Regions from separate parts of the Mus musculus genome. Here all the other regions are linked to region 4. Evidence: chromatin contacts called from public HiCAR-type, HiChIP or PLAC-seq and promoter capture Hi-C data. All regions are on one chromosome and are shown on one strand. Each heading gives the region's core, a stretch centred on a gene start, on an enhancer-like site or on the middle of the called end of the contact. The rest is flanking DNA. Distances are from core to core; before and after follow the strand shown.

Region 1 (2,700 bases), core at 12-2,511, 2.4 Mb before region 4:
AATTAGCTAACTTATCACTGCTGAAACTGCCCCCCAGCCCCAGCCCCAGCCAGCCCACCCCGCCCAGACTAGCTGAGAGGCAGAAACCGCAGTGAATGCCACCATCTCAGGAGCATCTCCAGGCAGCCTGATAGCTGCCCCGGTGCAGCTAAACACTCTGGTTTTCCTATCTTACGTTTCCAAATAGGTTATCTTGAGGATGCGGGGGATGGAGGGGGGGGGGTGAGTACAGTGTCAAAGAAAACATCAACTCAGTAAATAAGTAATTAAAAAAACTATTAAAAGGGTGGTGGTAGGGTAGACTAGAGAGAAGAAGGTTGCAAGCAGTGGGGTGGTTAACTGGGGCTTTAGGTAATCAAGTACTGAGGGTTGAAGTGGGGGCAGGAGTCTGAATTTTATTTCACCTACAGTGATGGGCGATAATTAAATGTGGGTCAGAATAAGTTTTTCTACTTAAAAACAAACAAACAAACAAACAATCTGCCTGAAGAGTAAACACTGACACCAATCCTGCTTCACAGGATAGTGAAGATAATAAATGGAATTCTCCCCGACCACAGGAAAAATAAAATCTCTTTATCTCCCTATGTTATTTTCAGAACAAGATTTTTAGGGCATAATTTTCAACAAGTTTCAGCTGAGGCTGAACACGGGACGCAGAGGTAATTAAGGACACTGAAAGACCAGACCAATTACTTCTAAACGCAAAATGGCCTGAGCACACCCGGATTACATGACCGGGTTTATAAGCAAAGCCACTGCAGGCATTATTTACCTGTTTGGCAAGCAGTGCTGTACGACAGTGAAAAGTGCCGCATCAATCCAAAGTGGCTGGCAAAAGTAACCTGCGGGTCCTTTCCCTTTCGGGCACATCCGACCTGGGACAAGGTCTCTCCTGGCCTCCTTTCTGTTGGGCCCGGACCCGAGGACTTCCCAGAGCTCTGGGAAGACCGACGGGGATAAGGGGGCGGAATGCGTGCGACGGACGCCCTCCAGCACCCCTCCCACTCGCCCCCTGGCCAGCTCCAAGCCCCCCCCGGAATCCGGGAGGAAAGATGCGGCTCCCGCACAGCACCCGCTGCTCGGCGACCCCGGATCGGCCACCTCGGCGCTCTGGCCACCCGGCTCACCTCCACGCCCTCTTCTCCGAGCCACGCTCGCAGCGCAGCGCCGTGGCTCCCCCGCGCCGAGGGCCCGCCGAGCTCCCGGGCCTACGGAGTGCTCCTCCCGCCCAAGCTCCTCCTGCCCCCGAGCCGGACCGCGCCGCGCCGGGGAGGTGGAGCAGGAGGAGGCGCGCGGAGGCAGGGCTGGCGGTGACGCGCAGGGGGGCGCGGGTCGGTCGGGGCAGAGTGCGTGGGGACCCACCCGGCCGCGGTCCCCACGCCTGCGCGCGATCTTGCGGAGACCCCCCGTGGGAGCAGCCCTACGTGGATCCCGCCCGCGTTTACACTCCACTACCTCCGAGACGCTCGCCACGCCGCCCCGGACTTGGCTTTGATTAGTGCCCTCCTCCCTGTCCACCCCCCTTCTCCCTACTCTGTTCCACACAAACCTCGAAGAAAGTGCGCTTTTTTTCTCCCTTTCGGCTGCATCATGTCCTTGAAAGGGAATGATCAGAAATGCCCTTCCACGAACCGCATTTTAAAACTCCCTGGGACTGGAGGCCCTTCTCAGCCGTGGGCTGTAGGGGTTAGTCTGTGGACTCTGACCTTCCCTGTCGCCGGTGCCCCCGAGCTCTGTGCGGACTGGAAGGTGAAGCCGAGTCAGGAGACCAGCGTGCCTGCGGAGAGCTGCAGTGGCCTTGGAGCATCCAGGGTTCGCTGAGCTGTGTAAGGGCACCTTGCTTTCTCTAATCCCCCCCCCCCCCGATTTTGGATTAACAAGTAGATGGGGATCTTTTATTTACCTTTTTAGTCAAAAGTGTCAGTGGAGATTTTTTTTTAATATAAAACCAATTTGTCGAAAATTGTCAAATTTACTTCCCCCACCCTCAGACGTTAGTAAATTCTCATTTCAGCAAATTAGGTTTAAAAATTATCTTTCTTGGTGGTTTATTAACTAGACAAATCAGAACAAAAGCAGAAGAGGGTCTTAGATCGATCCTCAGGGCACTGCACTTTCCCCTTTGAAAGGCATACACAGATTAACCTCTGCAAGTTCAACCTGGGAAACATTCTTTGTTTGATCCTTGTGAAAAGCATCTCTTCCCCACCCCCAAATACATACAGCTGAGGTTTAAAGTTTAGGCACAAACTCCGCTGTTAGTGATGTATTAGGGGGAAAGACTGACAACTGGGAAATACTTTCCATTTTGGTAACGGGGAGAAAAAAAATCCTTACATTTTATATCAGTGTTTATTGTTTCACTTCAACTACTGTCAAATAGTGAAAACAGCAGGGTATTTCTAACACTTTTGGAGGACCAGTGGAGGAAACTGCTGTGTCCTTAGCATTTGGTGAGAAGATGTAGCTTTCCAATCACATAAACAAAAGCATTACATAAGGTCTAGCAAAGGTTATCACGTTTTTATTCTCAGTTGTACAAAGCCATAAGTTATTACAGAAAACAGGTAAGTTGTACATTTAAAATATCTTTAAAAGCTGTTGAGACATGGACTCTGTTTATTTAAAAAAAAAAATAGTATGCGAAACCATTTGCCTCCCAAAAGAATGAATGAGTCAACAATTTCCAGAAGGAGT
Region 2 (2,913 bases), core at 146-2,645, 2.5 Mb before region 4:
ACTGTGAACTCCAAATGGTCTTTCAGGGTCTCATCATTCCTTCTTAATGCATCCGCCACCATGAGCCAAGAGCATCTCTTTCCCCCTTAAGTGAACCCGATGTCTATGTCTCTCTTTACTCAGAAACAGTCGTGACTTTGGGTTTTTACTGCTTCTGAAATAATAAAGTTTACAGTGCTGGATTCAAAGCCCTCACCGGATCTCACCGGGACAGCTGTCATTTGTTGGAGCCTTCCTGTTCTTTTCTGAGCTGCCCACTCTCCCTGCCACTCTATTCATGCTTTCTCCTCTGTTTAGATTATCATTTGTTCTTTCTATCATAAACCCATTTTCTGGTGTCAGTTTCAATGTATCCTCAAATACAACTAAACTATGGCTTATGGTTGTATGATCTGAGGCCTCCTTGGCCCATCACTCTCACTGACTGGCTTTTCAGGCTTCCTCGGACACTGGATTATATCCTCTGGTACTTTCCATTTAGTTTCCCTCACTAGGTAGGTAACTTCTTATAAAGCCAGTGTGTCATAATCCCAGGCTTTCAAATTACAGAGCAATCGTTTAAATTAATATTCACGTTTTTGGTAATCTGCAGTACTTTTGGGTATCAAAAAAATCTGTGGGTTTAAAAAAAAACAAAAACAAACTGAAGGTTGACCACCCTGAGATATTCCTGGTAAGGGCTTTTAAAGCTGTGTTCAGTATGTGACTTTTTCTTTATTTTCTAGATTTGTCATATTTATTAAGGACTCTCATTTATAATGGCTGTTCCTAACAACAGCTTATGTACATGACCTCTAGCTTTCACACACCGTTGCCAGTTAAGCTCACTGAGATTCTTTTTTAATTGAGCGGTTGGTTGCAGATTGTTATAAAAGTGGATTTTAAGACAGGCACTACATAAAAATTGACGTAAAATCTCTATATGAGGCACAGCAAACACACATTCTGACTTCCAGAAAAGTCTTCAGAAAGATATCAAAAGCAGTGTAAAGGAGGAGAAATGTATAAAAGCAGGTTATGGACTCTCTTTTAAACAATGAGAACCAAACCAAACAAACAAACAAGCCGGCACGTGCACCGCAATGCCGGGTCTAAACCGCAGGCAGGTCCCCAATTATCCTCTCACGTGCTTTGGGAACAATACAGGAATTCCCTAAAGCTGGACCCCAAACGGCCATCAGCGTGTCACTGAGACACAATCTTCTCCCAGGAGACGGGAACCGAGGAACGACAACCCAGGAGGAGAGCGGCGAAGACACCAAAGCTGGGGAGACCCCCGTCACGAACCTTTCTCAACAAAGCGCAACCGCAGCGCACCATGAGCTCCAAGGGGCAGGACTCCCGCCCGCAGAATCCGGACAAACTTCGGTCGGGCGCGCGTACTGACGTCACTACTGGTCGCAGAGGTGACGTCTCAGCGGATCCGCGCCTGCGTGCTGCATCGCGCTCGAGGAAGGTGGGCGTGTGCTTTGGACGCCTCTGGGTGCAGGAAGGAGAGTGCAGAGCCCAGATTCGTCTAAGTTGTGTGCAAGGGGAAGCAGGGCTCCGGGCAGGAGTCTCTGGAGTTGACGCTTTGAACGCTATGCGCTGGAGACTGGCCTGCCTCACAAACATTTTTATGGTAGCTGAAGAACCTGAGGTGCCAGGATTTTCTCACGATGAAAGACCCCTCCAACAGACACACTTGTACAAAACACCGAGAGCTCTAAAAGACTGCTGGATGATGGCTTGAGCAATTTTTCTAGCCAAGGCTTAAACTTCAGGAACCAGTCACTTAAAACTTGTAGCACAGAAGTATTGAAAGAAGTGTGACGATCTAGATTTTTACAAAGGATGATGTGTGCAGTGGAGGCAAACAGAAACCCCAACCTGGACTCAGCCGAGAGTTTTCACCTTTCATTTGAAGGCTGTCCTTGTGAGAACACGAGAGATTACATTCCAGCTTGGAGAGGAAGCTTCAGAAAAAGATCACTGAATGGCAGGCCCATTTCGCCAATCTTTCTGCCAAGTCTTTAAGTGAAAAAGGCACACGAGCGTACTAGAGGGGTCTCCCTTCACTGCTCATTTATTATTTTCTATCATTAGAATTATTAGGTTTAGAATCCTTGGCGAAATGTGACTCAGTCATGGTCACTGGCCAGGGCAGTGCAGCTGAGAGTAACCTTAAGGAATTGTTATGTTCCGTTTTTCAGTATGAGGTTGATTTAAAGTTAGTTACAGATAGCCCGAGGTCCTGCGCCTCTAAGGCCGCTTTCCTAGCTGGAACCTGGCAAAGGCTAGTCTTGAAACTCTGAAAATTGCAGTTACGGGCATTCTGCTACATGCCTGAGTCCTAGACTAGAAAACAGGACTCCAATTCATTTAGATAAGGTTCTGCATCCTAAACAATAGGATGGGGAATTTGGGAAAGGAGCGAGTCCTATTTGGAAGTACACAGTGTGGAAACTACTGCTCAGTCTAGATTAGTTTACTGTTCCTGGACTTTGAAGCTGTCATTTTCATTTAGATGTTTGGTTGGTTGGTTCTAGCCTCTGTAGATTAACATTAAATATTGACCCAAATGTCAGATGTTAGCCTCAATAAATATACTTACTATTTTAAAAACCAGAATATTAAGTTGCTGTTATCATACTTTTCCTGTTAAATCTAGAAAATGTGCTGCCATTTAAATTATGCCAAAATGTTTAGCCTAATGCACACACCTTCTAATGTTTATTTATGATTATTGAATATAGGCCCACTCTCTTTCCCATAACATACACAGAATATAATAACAATAAATAAAATATAAATAAGAAATTGATATCTAAAATGCTAAGGATCATTGATGATGTAAGCAAAAGAAAAATACATATACCTCAAACAAAACATTATCACAGCAAGATATTTTATTATAATTCTGATAATAAGATA
Region 3 (2,963 bases), core at 200-2,699, 2.4 Mb before region 4:
GCTCACAATACCTCTTTGCTTGAAAGAACAATCTTTCTTCCCACTTCTTGAAACTACCATCCACTGAATCTCCAATTAAGACTGCTCAAAGTTGAAAACAATTAAGCCTCTTTCCCTTTGGTAACATTTACTCTCCACACCACTCGTTAGATGCCTAGCTGAGAGTACAAAGTAAGACATGCCATGATTTCCTTTTGTTCTTATCAGGGCAAGTTTTTCCAGCATTCTGATTGATAAAGCTTTTAATTTCTCTGTCTGAGGAGAAAGCATATTCACGGATACTGGATTTGCAATGCACTGTCTATATTCTTGAGGATGGAGGATGGAACTGCTACAAAGCCCTGCTAGGTTAAAAACAAGGCTCTTGCATTTAAGAATTGTGTAACAAAGATCAACTCTGAGCGAAAGGAAGGCTGTCCTGAGAGAACACCTACTGTTTGTTCCTCTTCCCCCTAACACATTCTCTCAGCTCAGGTGGGATCACCATTTTCCCCTGGATACACAAACGTTGCATTTCGAGCTAAAAGTGGAGCCTACGGACTGGACTTTGTGCAATGGAATGTACATAGTTGTGATTAAAATGTACTTCGTGTTGAGTTATTTTAATCCCATTTTGAACAAAGATAAATGTTTTTACATAACTTCACTTTCAATTTATTTCTTTAAAGCTGGGCATGGTAGAGCAGGCCTCTGATCGCACAATTTAGGAGGCAGAAGCAGGTAGATTGTTGTGTGAGGCCAGCCTTTTCTACACAGCTGGGCCCTGTCTCAACGTGTATGTTTTTTCTCACAAATATTATAATCAGAGAGCACTATTTCTCTTCTGATTTTGGATGAAAAATATTTTAATAAGTAGAGGAATCGTTTTTAAAGCATACTGCAATTAGTTGGCGTCTAGCAATGTTTCCATGTAAATCGTGACTGCCCCCCAGAGGTCTGTGTGTTTGGGAAGGGTTGGGAAGTGTTGGGAAGTGGTGTAAAGTTTAAGTGGTGTGGCCTACTGGAAGAGGGTGATGGGAACCTGGTCTTTTCCTCTTTCTCTTTTACTTCCAAGCCATCATGATGTAATGCCTTACCACAAGCTCCAAAACATTAAGCCAAATTACCATGGGTGGAGATCTGTAAAACTGTGAGCCAGTTTCTCCCAGGTATTTACCATAGCAACAGAGAGCTAGCAAGGGCAGAGTACAGATGCTCTGGAGAAGCCAATGCCCAGGGACCGCTAGCTGTCTAACACAAACTGGTGTGGTATTTGCATATGAAGCAGACTGTGTAGTATTGGGTACTTTGCCTCACTTCTGGATTACCTGTAATTCCTAGTACAGAGGAAATGCTATGCTAACGATTGTTATAAATTATTACTTACTAATGACAAGAGTCTTTTACTGCTCAAACAGACACTTCTGTGGTTGGTTGAATATGTGGAAGTAGAAAGCTAGGCTGTAGAGGGCCAACGACATGTCATTTATATGAAGCAATGCCCGAGACAGCACTTTTCAGAACCAGGAAGGGGAGGGCTGGAGGACTGTGTATTTTCAAATAATCAAGGGCAAAGCAGCTTGAACTGGAAGTTGAAATTCATGAATTTTCTAGTATTCATTTTAGAAAGGAAACTCTTGGATACATTTCTCTCCACACAGATGTGCTGGTTATTGTGAACGGATTGGGAACTTTATCTGCTTTGAAAATAGGTCTACACTGCTTGGCAAGAGGTGGCAAGCTTATTACCAGAAAAATGAGACCCAACAATAGTTCACTTAAAAAGGCACTGCTTACAGTGGTGGCGCACACCTATAATCCCAGCACTTGAGAGACAGAGGCAGGCAGATTTCTGAGTTCGAGGCCAGCCTGGTCTACAGGGTGAGTTCCAGGACAGCCAGGGCTACACAGAGAAACCCTGTCTGAAAAACTAAAAAAAAAGAAAGAAAGAAAGAAAGAAAGAAAGAAAGAAAGAAAGAAAGAAAGAAAGAAAGAGAGAGAGAGAGAAAGAAAGAAAGGAAGAAAGAAAGAAAGAGAGAGAAAGAAAGAAAGAAAGAGAGAAAGAAAGAACTGCTTAATAAAGTAGCCTCTAACTGAGGAAATAAATGTTTAAAGGATTAGTGATTATAAAAGAGAATTGCTTGATATCAACAAGATTAAAAAACAAAAATGGTAAGGATATGCTCACTCATAAAATCAATTTGTAGAAAAATATATCATACAACGCTTTCAGAATTATAAACACCAAACTGTCCCCAGTGGGCTGCCATGCACTCTTACCTATCAGTTGATGAATAACCCCTCTCTCACAAAGGTCCTTGTTCACAGTCTCATCTTCCAGATAAACCATGGCTCTGAGGAGCCGTAGAGTGTAACGCATCTGGGCGAACTTGTTTCCACGGCCGCCTGTACCATGGAAACTGTTACCATGAATGAAGTAGGAATCTGTGGGAAAAATTAATAATTTAATTTATAGGAAGAAACCCAACAATATGAACTAATCAGTACTCCCAGAGCTCCTGTCTCTAGCTGCATATGTACCAGAAGATGGCCTAGTCGGCCATCACTGGGAGGAGAGGCCCTTAGTCTTGCGAAGATTATATGCCCCAGTACAGGGGAATGCCAGGGCTAAGAAGTGGGAGTGGGTGGGTTGGGGAGCAGGGGGGGGGCAGGGAGGGTAGAGGGGGCTTTGGGAATAGCATTTGAAATGTAAATGAATAAACTATCTAATTAAAAAAAAAACCTGTTTTTGAAAAAAAAAAACCCAAAGCCTGAAACATTTCAAGTAAATGAAACAATTCAAGTAAATATATATATATATATATATATATATATATATATGGAGATATTAAAGTCCAATCATCTTTGCTTTTTTTTTTTAACAGAAATATTGACCCTTCCTCCTTTCTTCCTAGTCTCAGAATGGAAATATGCTTCCTAAATTTTACCCAAGGTATCACTGCTTGTGCCTCTTGCAATGATCT
Region 4 (3,000 bases), core at 431-2,930:
TGCCTAATCAAAGACCATGGTATTTGAGAACAGTAATTTTATCTCCAGAAGCAGACGTAAAACAGGCTACACCTTTGCTACGTGATCACAAGGACTATTGGAATTGTTTCTCGCTATTTAGAACTTTCTGTTTTGGAGCTTATGTATCCAAAGAGAACTTGGTCACACACTATGGTCAGTCTTGTTCATTAAAGTGTTTCTCAAAATGTTAAAAACAAAACCAAGAGCGGAAGTGCCCTCCTTTCCTTTCTGCTGGGTACCGCTGCCTGCTGTCAAGATGGGCAAGTTCATGAAACCCGGGAAAGTGTTGCTGGTCCTGGCCGGATGCTACTCCGGTCGCAAAGCCGTCATCGTGAAGAACATTGACCATGGCTTCTTGGACCGCCCTTACAGCCATGCCCTGGTGGCTGGAATTGACCGCTATCCCCAAAAAGTGACAGCTGCCATGGGCAAGAAGAAAATCGCCAAGCGATCCAAGATCAAGTCCTTTGTGAAAGTTTATAACTACAACCACCTCATGCCCACAAGGTACTCTGTGGATATCCCCTTGAACAAGACTGTTGTCAACAAGGATGTGTTCAGGGACCCAGCTTTGAAACAAACGCAAGGTCAGGCGGGAGGCCAAGGTCAAGTTTGAGGAGCGATACAAGACAGGGATGAACAAATGGTTTTTCCAGAAGCTTCGCTTTTAGGTATATTTTTGTTTCGTCATTAAAAATAAAAATAAATTAATAATAACAACAACAACAATAATAATAATAACAATAAAGCAGGCAACCGTTGGTGACTCTCATCTGGGGCTGAGGCCATGAGAGGCTACCCTGAGAACCTGGATCTCAAAAGGAAAGAGTAAGAGCAAACAGTCAAAAGCAAACAAACAAAACATCGACCAACCAACACTGTTCAGTCCTTAACAGTCCGGAGCCAGCAAACAATTACCTCTTGTTGCAATTGCACCAAAAAACAAAAAAGAAGCCGTGAAACATCTGAACAACCCACGTGAGTTTCACATCCTTTCCAGGAAGCTTCACCACTGGGGTTGTTTCTATTCGAATCATCCAGAAAATTAAACAATTCACTTTCCTATGAATGACCTGGGTGAGGCTGTCCTGCCTAGAAACTGCCCTCTTCTACCCCACCCCACACACCCACGCCTAGCAATCGCACCTGAGCTACACTCAGCTTAAACGGTTGGCAAAGAAACAGGCCACCCTCAGTCAAAGCTAAAAGCCCACTTGCATGGTTCAGAAGTTTTCATCAGGTTTTCAAAGTTTTTTTTTTCCTATTTTGTAAAGTGTCTCCTTCGCCCACTGGAATTGTTCTCCCCTTCCCTACAGTTGTGCATAGCGTTCTTATCCCGTCCTCTCTACCCAACAACCCGGTGTAAATAGTAAATGTTCTACAAAATAGCACAGTAGGAAGAAGGGGGGAAAAAACCCTCCCCTAGCTGTGCGTGGATGTCGGAATGTGCCACTAGGTCGAGAGGGAGAATGGGTCCTGATATAAACTCGTCTGGGGTCCTGGGTCATCGCCCGAGTGTGGGTCGCAGACGGCGCTGACACAGCACAGAGGCAGCAGGGAACGGGCGGCACTCGGGATGCCGCGGGGCGATCGGGGTGGGTGGCGGCGAGCGGCGGCCCCCGCGGGGCGGCGTGGTGCGCTCCGGGGCGGCTCTGGGCCGGACGGGCGGAGCAGCAGACAGGCAGGGCGGAGGCGCAGTCTGCACCATGGCGTATCCCGGGCACCCTGGCGCGGGCGGAGGGTACTACCCAGGCGGGGTAAGTGCAGCGGACGAGGGCACAGCAGCCTCTGGTCTCCCGAGACTGGAAGGCGCCACGGACGAGCGGGAGGAGGCGTCGCGGGCGGTCCCAGATGCTCCCTGCGAGCTCGCCTGGACCCTGATGTCCAGCCTTGGCTCCATTTTTCTTCCCCATCTCTTCCAAGGGCCTTTCCAGGGCCCACCGGTGGGTGGGCTGCGACCCAGGAAGCCCATTCTGTAACTCGGATATGTGGCGTGAGATAGTGCAAGTTGGTGTTGACTTCCTGCTCTCTCGGAATGTCCCCAAAGCAACAACAGCCATCTTGATCTAGAATGGTTCTGTGGTCACTCCCTTGAAAAGAAAGTGACAGGGAGACCAGAAAGTCTGGAGAAATGAGCTGAAGTCCTAGAGGAAGACCACTTAGGCAGATGTGGGAGGTGTACTGTCAGAGACAGAGGGACCCTCATTTTAGATATAACCGGGCCGGCCATCCCTGTTCTTCCCAAGCCACACCTGTCAGCCCTGTACTAACTCCAGCCTTACTTAGTACTTCAAGTACTTCAAAAACACCGCAAAGGCTGTAAAAACCAACAGGAAAACAGTCCTAAGCCTAGCCACCAGGTTGCTTCCGGTGCACTGACCTCTGTAAGCTGGTTAATAGGGATTTTTAAAGTGGGTCTGCGTTTAGTGGCCATCACTCTCATGAAACTTGTTTTGGACCAAGTCTCCAGCTTTTAGATGTCAGGAGCAGGAGTGGACAAGCCTGGTGGGTCACTGAGCTGAGTCAAGGTGGTGGGGAAGATAGAGACTGTGAAGGTCGCACAGGCGTCAATTGTACAAAAGCCTTGGATGGTTAAGATAAATTCAATTCTCTCTGATGCCTTTACCTTTTTTTTTTTTCTTTTCTTTTTCACAGTATGGTGGGGCTCCCGGAGGGCCTGCGTTCCCTGGACAAACTCAGGATCCGCTATATGGTTACTTTGCTGCTGTGGCTGGACAGGTTAGCCTTTCCTTCAATACTGAAGAATTGTTATGTTCTGTTTGTGTTAGCATTTAGTGCAGTGGCACAAAAACAGTCTTTGCTCTGGAAATGAGTCCCTTTGCCTGAAAGAAGGTAAAAGGAAAGGAAGACTAAAACAGTCTTTATTTTAGATCTGGACAAATTTGGACAGAGTATTGCCTGTATCAATAATAGATCAGTTCAAAGCTTGTGATTGGACTGGGATTAGACTGACCCAAA
Region 5 (2,784 bases), core at 38-2,537, 2.4 Mb before region 4:
AACTTCTTTTTTCTTTTGCAATGACCCATTGAACGTCTTTAAACTCGTTTGTCTGTGTCATGTAATCTTTGCCCAAAGAAAAATGAGAGTCAAACTCACCTATATAGTGGCAATGCCTAGCTTCCTTGTAGCCCAGAGAGTGGAAAGCGGTGATCACTCACACGTCTCCGATCTTGTACAGGAATACCTCCACAAAACTGATTAGGGAAATTCCCCTGGCATCCCCTCTTTATGTAAAAGTAGTTACTCTGAGGGCTGTTGGCGTACATGTGTGAGAGCCCTCAGAGAGCTCCACCCAGTTCCCACAGAAGTAGTCCCAGCCAACTGACTGCTCCCAAGTAACTCTCCAAGGCTCCAGGATGTGGCCACAGGAGACAGAGTTCCTGACGCAGTCTGGGAGTTGTGACGTCTCAACAGGAATTCCCATAGTGGCCCCCCACACCATTAGTGTGGGGGCAATGCAGAGAGGTTCCTCAACCCAATTTTAATAATCTTTACATTTATAACAATAGCAAACCCGAAAACAAGTATAAACACAACAAAGAAAATTGTGCCCAGCTCTCCAAACAGCATCTGCCCTACCTGTGAGTGCAAGCTTCAGAAGCAGGCAATTTAGCAGGAAAGAAACCCAGGGAACGCCACTTTATAACGGATCAATAGACCAAAAACCCACCACAGTGATCTAGTTATCAAATCAATGTCAGTTCCTGTCGTGGCCACACTTGAAAGAGCGCTCCCCCCCTCGCCCCCCCCCCCCGCGCCCTTTATGAGAACCACGCAGCTAGAGTCCCCAGACAGATTGGTTGACGACATCCAGTCCCCTCTTCACTAGCCTCCAGGGATCAGCTGGGCTATCATTATCTCCATCCCACAGGTTCCCAAATCTCATTCTGGTCTTCATTCCACTGGGTTGCCCTGGAGCCTTATGCCCTTCTCCGCTCCTGCTGCACAGCCCGGCCGTACCTGCATCTCCCCATCCGGGATCGCCACCCCAAACACCGGGATTGTGCGGGGACTGCCGGTCTTCGTCCTGCCGCCCGCCTCGGCGGCGTCGGCCGTGGTGGCCGAGGCCTCCGCGGTGGACATGGTTCGGGGTGGGAGCCTGAGGTCTTAGGTGCGTCCGCAGCCACGGACCCACGAGCCCTGGCAGAAAACACGCTGCTGAGCTAGGGAGGAGAAAGACCCCGAAAGTTCTGTCGTAACCCCCGCCGCAGCAACATAGCGGACATCCAACTGCTGTTAGTGCCCACAGGAGGACCAAGGCACCCAGCGCGCTCCAGTTGCTAACACAAGCCCGGGCGTTGCTAGGGGCGGGGCTTACGGAAGCTGGGAGAGCCAAACTTCACCAAAAGAGGGTCTGCTGGTGTGCGGCGCGGGAGACAAAGGAGACCAGTGACTGAGATCGCGGTATGCACTTAGTGTTTCAGTCTTGTAGCAATGGCCCTTGCTTAATAAGTGCCTGTGTGGGGCGGAGGAGTATGAGCTGGAGGTAAGATGCATTCTGAGGGATGTGATTGGCATAATCTTGAAATCTGAGCACTTTACCCTTTCTGCAGAGATAGGACCAGTCAGTGTAGCTTAATTTCCCAGGTGTGTGTGTGTATATATACATATATATATATATATATATATATATGTATATATACACACACACAAATATATATATATGTTGTACTTTTGTACTGGCCTAATTGAACAGTTAGACAAACAAATAAGGCATAGTACAGACTTTTGAAAATCTTTCGAGCAGTAGAGTGGTTGGGTGTCTAGTATGGCCTGGGATGGAAAGTTCTCGTTTTTGCAACCAGAGAAAGACACTGACATTCTTCACAGGATGTGTTCTCCAACCTGGCAAATCAACAGTCCAGTTTTGTAATTGTTTTTCTACGATAGCATTTATTTTATTCATTAGTAGGTTGAGAAGCAAGAGGGACAGAAGTCTCACGCACTTCATACTCAGTCGCCTTGTGATCTCTTCATAGAGTACAAACTTCATGCTACCATCTTCAGAAGGCTTACACTCTATGAAACAGTCTGGCCTGATCTTTCCCAGGAAGCCTGTATTTTTTCTGTTGTTTTAGATGTCACGCTTAGTGGCATGCTCTTTTTTTTTTGTCTTTTATTTTGTTTTGTTTTTTGGTGCTCACTGTATAGTTAGTGGAATTTATTGACGAAATAGCCCAACCATGTTATGCTACTGAGACTAAGGCAATTAAAAATTTGTACATAGCCACTAATTTGCTTACTTGCTGAGTGAAGGTGTGGCTGTGTGTCCCCAGCCTGTGACATGCTGGAGATGTAGGTAGGCATGTTTGTGAATACCTTGTCTGGTTCCAGTTTGCCTTTATAGTGAGTTCCCATGTGATGCTGATGTAGTTGGTCTGAAGGCCATACTCTTGGTCCTTCTAGTCAATATCATAGAAGGTGTTCAATAAGTGTTCATGAAAATGTCAAGGGCTAGATTTTGATTTAAGGTAAAATGAAAGAATTTTGTAAATTATCTAGATTAAGCATTTTAGATCCTTGCTACTCAAAGTGGTTTTCATGGGTTTCCTAACTGTGTGGCCATTAGGGGCTCGTCAGGAATGCAGAACTTTGCACCTCCTGGTGTGAATAATGCCCATTTTAACAAGTGTACATATAAAAACTAAGAAGCTCATGATGTGTAGTTTTTTGTTATTATTGTTTTGGAACAGTTTTACCAAAGTTAGCCATCTCAAAAGAAAAAGGAACTGGCTGGGGCTTCCTCTATTTGCAAATGGACTTGGTGACAATTATTTGTTT
Region 6 (2,730 bases), core at 19-2,518, 2.3 Mb before region 4:
CCTGCAGTGAGTTGTTGGTGCTTGCTGACATGACAGACAGCCACTGCTGAGAGATTCTGGGTGGAAGGACAGAGTGGCCCAGAGGAGATGCCTAGCCATTTGTTTGCATGGTACCACTCTGAGGAGCATCGCTAAGGAAAAGAGCCAATGCCCGTAAAGGTGATTGTTGACTGTATGCCCAGAAACCAGGAAAACAAACTATCAGCTAAATAAATCATGCCTTCTTCCACCAGACCTTAGCTACACCTATAATTACACTTCTACAGGAGAGGTTTCATCAGGCTGTCCAGCAAACTCAGCAGGAAACAGCATAGTGCAGAGATGTCAAGAACTCCAGGATTTGAACCAACATTCTCCAGCTTTCTTCCCCATTAAATAGTGATTTCTGTTTTCCTGGATTAGGTTGGCTGGCTTGTTGTTCCTGCTAAATATTGACACAGCCCAACAGACTCATGTTTATGGGAAGGAGTTTAGAATCCAAGAAACCCAGTGACTGGAATACATTGTGGGTTGCAGTGCATGTCCCACGAGTCTTTCAAATGTATTTTTTTGCTTTGCCACAGTTAATTATTGGAAGAGGGGAAGGTGTTCTACAGCGGGCTGTTTCTTAAAGCATTGCTTCCCCAAGTGCTTAACATTAATATTAAATACATTCCCTTGATTTTATATCGAGATGTGGATGTATCCCCCACCTCAACGGAACAGCATAACTAAATTTGAAGTGGACTTAAATTCTTGGACTACAAACGTCTGTTAGTTGCTTTCACCAGAGTGCCTTATTTAAAAGCTCTGACTATTTTAAACCCGAATCCTACTCAGATCCCGAAAGAGTAGGACCGGTGTTCCAAAGACTTAAAATGAAAAAAAAAAAAAAAAAATTCCATGAAGAAACCAGCTCAAACAGCAGGACGAGTCATTCATCCAGCGAGGCAAACTTGCGGAAACTGCCAAGTTGGCAAACTTACCGGGGGAACCCAACCTGACTGCAAAGTTGACCTAAGCTCCAGAGCCGGGACCGCGGAGACCTGCTCCCCGCGGGGCTCGCCGAGATCCGCGAGGGGCCGAAGGGGCGCCCCGCTGCCCGGAGCACCACCGCCCGCCCCTGAGACCCGCCTCACCCCTTCCCCGGCCCGCAGCAGATTCCCAAGGCCCGCGGAGGCGGGGAGCAAGCGGCCTGCGAACGAGACTCGGGACTCACCGGCTTCTCCGTGGGACCCGACGGCGAGGCGCTCGCTGCCCGGACGGACTCCCAGTCCCACGCGGAGCCCGAATCTCGCTGCCCAGCACAGCCCGCTCCGCAGACCCCGCCCCTCGGCCGCCGCGCGCACAGCGCCCCCTGCCGGAGACCAGCTCCTGCTCACACCCAGGGGCTTCGCTGCGGCCGCCGTGGGAGGGGCGTCGCCGGGGGCGAATCCTTGGCTGTGCAAGGGGGACCCAGGGTCACCAGCAGGGCTCACTGGAAACCGACTGGGACCTGGTCGAAATCTGCAGTTGTGCATTTCGCCTGTTGCCGGGCGACGCTGTAGTGATCCTGGATCCCACACTTGGAGACCAACTGCTCTGTAGCGATTACGCCGTCCGCGGTGGAGCGCTCTTCCAACAGAGCAGTTTCTCAGACGACTAGCTGTTAGGACAGTCAGAGGATGAATCTGAGTTTGTGAGTGACTTTTACACCGGGTTTATTTGTTTATTGTAGCTATGTGAATGAATATTATGATACACACGTGGAGGTCAGATGATACCTCGGTGTGGTGGTCACAAGAAGCACAGGGTTGAGAGGATTTAAAAATAACCCGTAGCTCTGACGCTAGGGACCACCCTCCGTTCACCACAGAGTTTTGCAGATTCAACTCAGACTCTAGACACTAACGACCAAGGTGGAGCTGCGTCTCCAACCTGAGTGTTGTTTTTAATGTGACCCTGGGTCACAAACTCCTCTTTTTCTGAGATCAGCCTACTTCTGCCTCCCGAGTGCTGGAATTAAAGGGATGATCTGAACTCCACTGTCCTGCGTGTCTTAGTGCTCCGTGGATAATGTTTGGGTTCACTGACTCCCATCAGATAGTGTAAAAGGCCTTTGAAGATTAAATTACCCCGGCCTGACACCTTGTGGCAAAATAGACGCTTGCAGCTTTTATTTCCAAGGAAGAAAATCATTAGACCGAGGGTTAGGGAAACTTCTAGTTAGTGGGCTAAGACTCACAACCACAGGGGTTCTGTTCCCAGCACGCAGTTGTTCTTCAGTTTCCCATTTTCTGGCGTGTATCTTAAGAATAAAGTTGATACACCAGAAGGGTAAATAAATTAGGTCCTATAAATAAGTCTGTACACCCAAACTGCACTCAAATACCTTCATCACGTTTGTTTGTTTGTTTATTTATTTATTGTAGGTATGTGGATGAATGTTACTGCATGCACGTGGAGGTCAGATGATAACTAGGTGTGGCAGTCCCAAGAAGCAAGGGTTGGGAGGATTTCAAAATAAACCTGTATTGTAGCTCCAAGTCCAGAGATTGCCCTCCTCCCACAATGGAGCTCTGCAGGTTCCAACTGTAAGTCACAAGGACACTTTACCAACTGAGCTGGGTCTCCAACCTGAATATTTTTGTAATGTGGTTCCGGGTCAAGGGCTTCCCGGTTTGATGACTCCATGTGCCTTTGAAGGATAATTTCTGGACCCTATAGTGCATCTGACTGCCATTTTAGAAGTAAAGAGAGTAATGTGGTGTG

The links. Promoter capture Hi-C pulls out the DNA fragments that hold promoters and counts their contacts. HiCAR-type assays count read pairs that join an accessible place to other places. HiChIP or PLAC-seq counts read pairs in DNA pulled down with a chosen protein or histone mark.
Region 1: an H3K4me3 HiChIP or PLAC-seq map of embryonic forebrain shows a contact between it and region 4, with 14 times the contacts expected there. The contact joins the promoter of Steap2 here to the promoter of Sri in region 4. A contact is called at or near these places in 9 of 39 promoter capture datasets (the 3T3-L1 cell line, cranial neural crest, embryonic stem cells and 5 more) and 9 of 115 datasets of contacts at active chromatin or transcription factors (VIP interneurons, astrocytes, embryonic forebrain and 4 more).
Region 2: a promoter capture Hi-C map of pre-B cells shows a contact between it and region 4, with 16 times the contacts expected there. The contact joins the promoter of Gtpbp10 here to the promoter of Sri in region 4. A contact is called at or near these places in 21 of 39 promoter capture datasets (the 3T3-L1 cell line, the C10 cell line, the HPC-7 cell line and 12 more), 4 of 484 Hi-C or Micro-C datasets (CD4 T cells, Sertoli cells, cardiomyocytes and 1 more), 11 of 115 datasets of contacts at active chromatin or transcription factors (acute myeloid leukemia, astrocytes, bone marrow-derived dendritic cells and 8 more) and 2 of 9 other capture datasets (liver and macrophages).
Region 3: an H3K27ac HiChIP or PLAC-seq map of acute myeloid leukemia shows a contact between it and region 4, with 14 times the contacts expected there. The contact joins the enhancer-like site here to the promoter of Sri in region 4. A contact is called at or near these places in 16 of 39 promoter capture datasets (the 3T3-L1 cell line, 3T3-L1-derived adipocytes, the C10 cell line and 11 more) and 5 of 115 datasets of contacts at active chromatin or transcription factors (acute myeloid leukemia, astrocytes, embryonic forebrain and 2 more).
Region 5: a contact with region 4 is called in a HiCAR-type map of astrocytes, with 15 times the contacts expected there. The contact joins the promoter of Cfap69 here to the promoter of Sri in region 4. A contact is called at or near these places in 6 of 39 promoter capture datasets (cranial neural crest, embryonic stem cells, frontonasal cranial neural crest and 3 more), 1 of 484 Hi-C or Micro-C datasets (cortical neurons), 8 of 115 datasets of contacts at active chromatin or transcription factors (the NIH/3T3 cell line, astrocytes, embryonic limb bud and 5 more) and 3 of 9 other capture datasets (embryonic stem cells, liver and pancreatic islet).
Region 6: a contact with region 4 is called in a promoter capture Hi-C map of hippocampal neurons, with 31 times the contacts expected there. The contact joins the promoter of Steap1 here to the promoter of Sri in region 4. A contact is called at or near these places in 17 of 39 promoter capture datasets (the 3T3-L1 cell line, 3T3-L1-derived adipocytes, the C10 cell line and 11 more), 3 of 484 Hi-C or Micro-C datasets (cerebellum, cerebral cortex and ventral hippocampal neurons), 12 of 115 datasets of contacts at active chromatin or transcription factors (the NIH/3T3 cell line, acute myeloid leukemia, astrocytes and 9 more) and 4 of 9 other capture datasets (adipose tissue, embryonic stem cells, liver and 1 more).

What each region holds. Positions count from the first base shown.
Region 1 is chr5:5,692,828-5,695,527 of GRCm38.p6, forward strand. Steap2 (six transmembrane epithelial antigen of prostate 2) reads right to left here and starts at 1,262. Exons shown (of 6, transcript NM_001103156.2): 1 at 1,131-1,262. All of the region lies in intron 1 of Gm40262 (a long non-coding RNA gene), which reads left to right.
Region 2 is chr5:5,558,146-5,561,058 of GRCm38.p6, forward strand. Gtpbp10 (GTP-binding protein 10 (putative)) reads right to left here and starts at 1,396. Exons shown (of 10, transcript NM_153116.2): 1 at 1,288-1,396. The coding sequence starts at 1,320.
Region 3 is chr5:5,611,427-5,614,389 of GRCm38.p6, forward strand. It overlaps Cfap69 (cilia and flagella associated protein 69), which reads right to left. Exons shown (of 23, transcript NM_172447.2): 13 at 2,260-2,424. Among named protein-coding and RNA genes, the nearest start is that of Gm8773, 39 kb to the left of the region's middle. Within about 2 kb of position 1,450, at least 1 of the 459 cell types and tissues checked has an H3K27ac peak or open chromatin away from gene starts, as enhancers often do. A contact at or near this core is called in acute myeloid leukemia, where this site is marked.
Region 4 is chr5:8,054,862-8,057,861 of GRCm38.p6, forward strand. It overlaps Sri (sorcin), which reads left to right and starts at 1,681. Exons shown (of 8, transcript NM_001080974.2): 1 at 1,681-1,778; 2 at 2,677-2,760. The coding sequence starts at 1,728. It also overlaps the pseudogene Gm15730.
Region 5 is chr5:5,662,945-5,665,728 of GRCm38.p6, forward strand. It overlaps Cfap69 (cilia and flagella associated protein 69), which reads right to left and starts at 1,288. Exons shown (of 23, transcript NM_172447.2): 1 at 964-1,288. The coding sequence starts at 1,086. Steap2 (six transmembrane epithelial antigen of prostate 2) reads right to left here. Exons shown (of 6, transcript NM_001103156.2): 6 at 1,885-2,784. It overlaps Gm40262 (a long non-coding RNA gene), which reads left to right and starts at 1,433. Exons shown (of 3, transcript XR_868231.3): 1 at 1,433-1,489.
Region 6 is chr5:5,748,049-5,750,778 of GRCm38.p6, forward strand. It overlaps Steap1 (six transmembrane epithelial antigen of the prostate 1), which reads right to left and starts at 1,269. Exons shown (of 5, transcript NM_027399.3): 1 at 1,199-1,269. Gm46900 (atherin-like) reads left to right here. Exons shown (of 2, transcript XM_017321192.2): 2 at 403-2,142. The coding sequence starts at 883. The coding sequence ends at 1,566.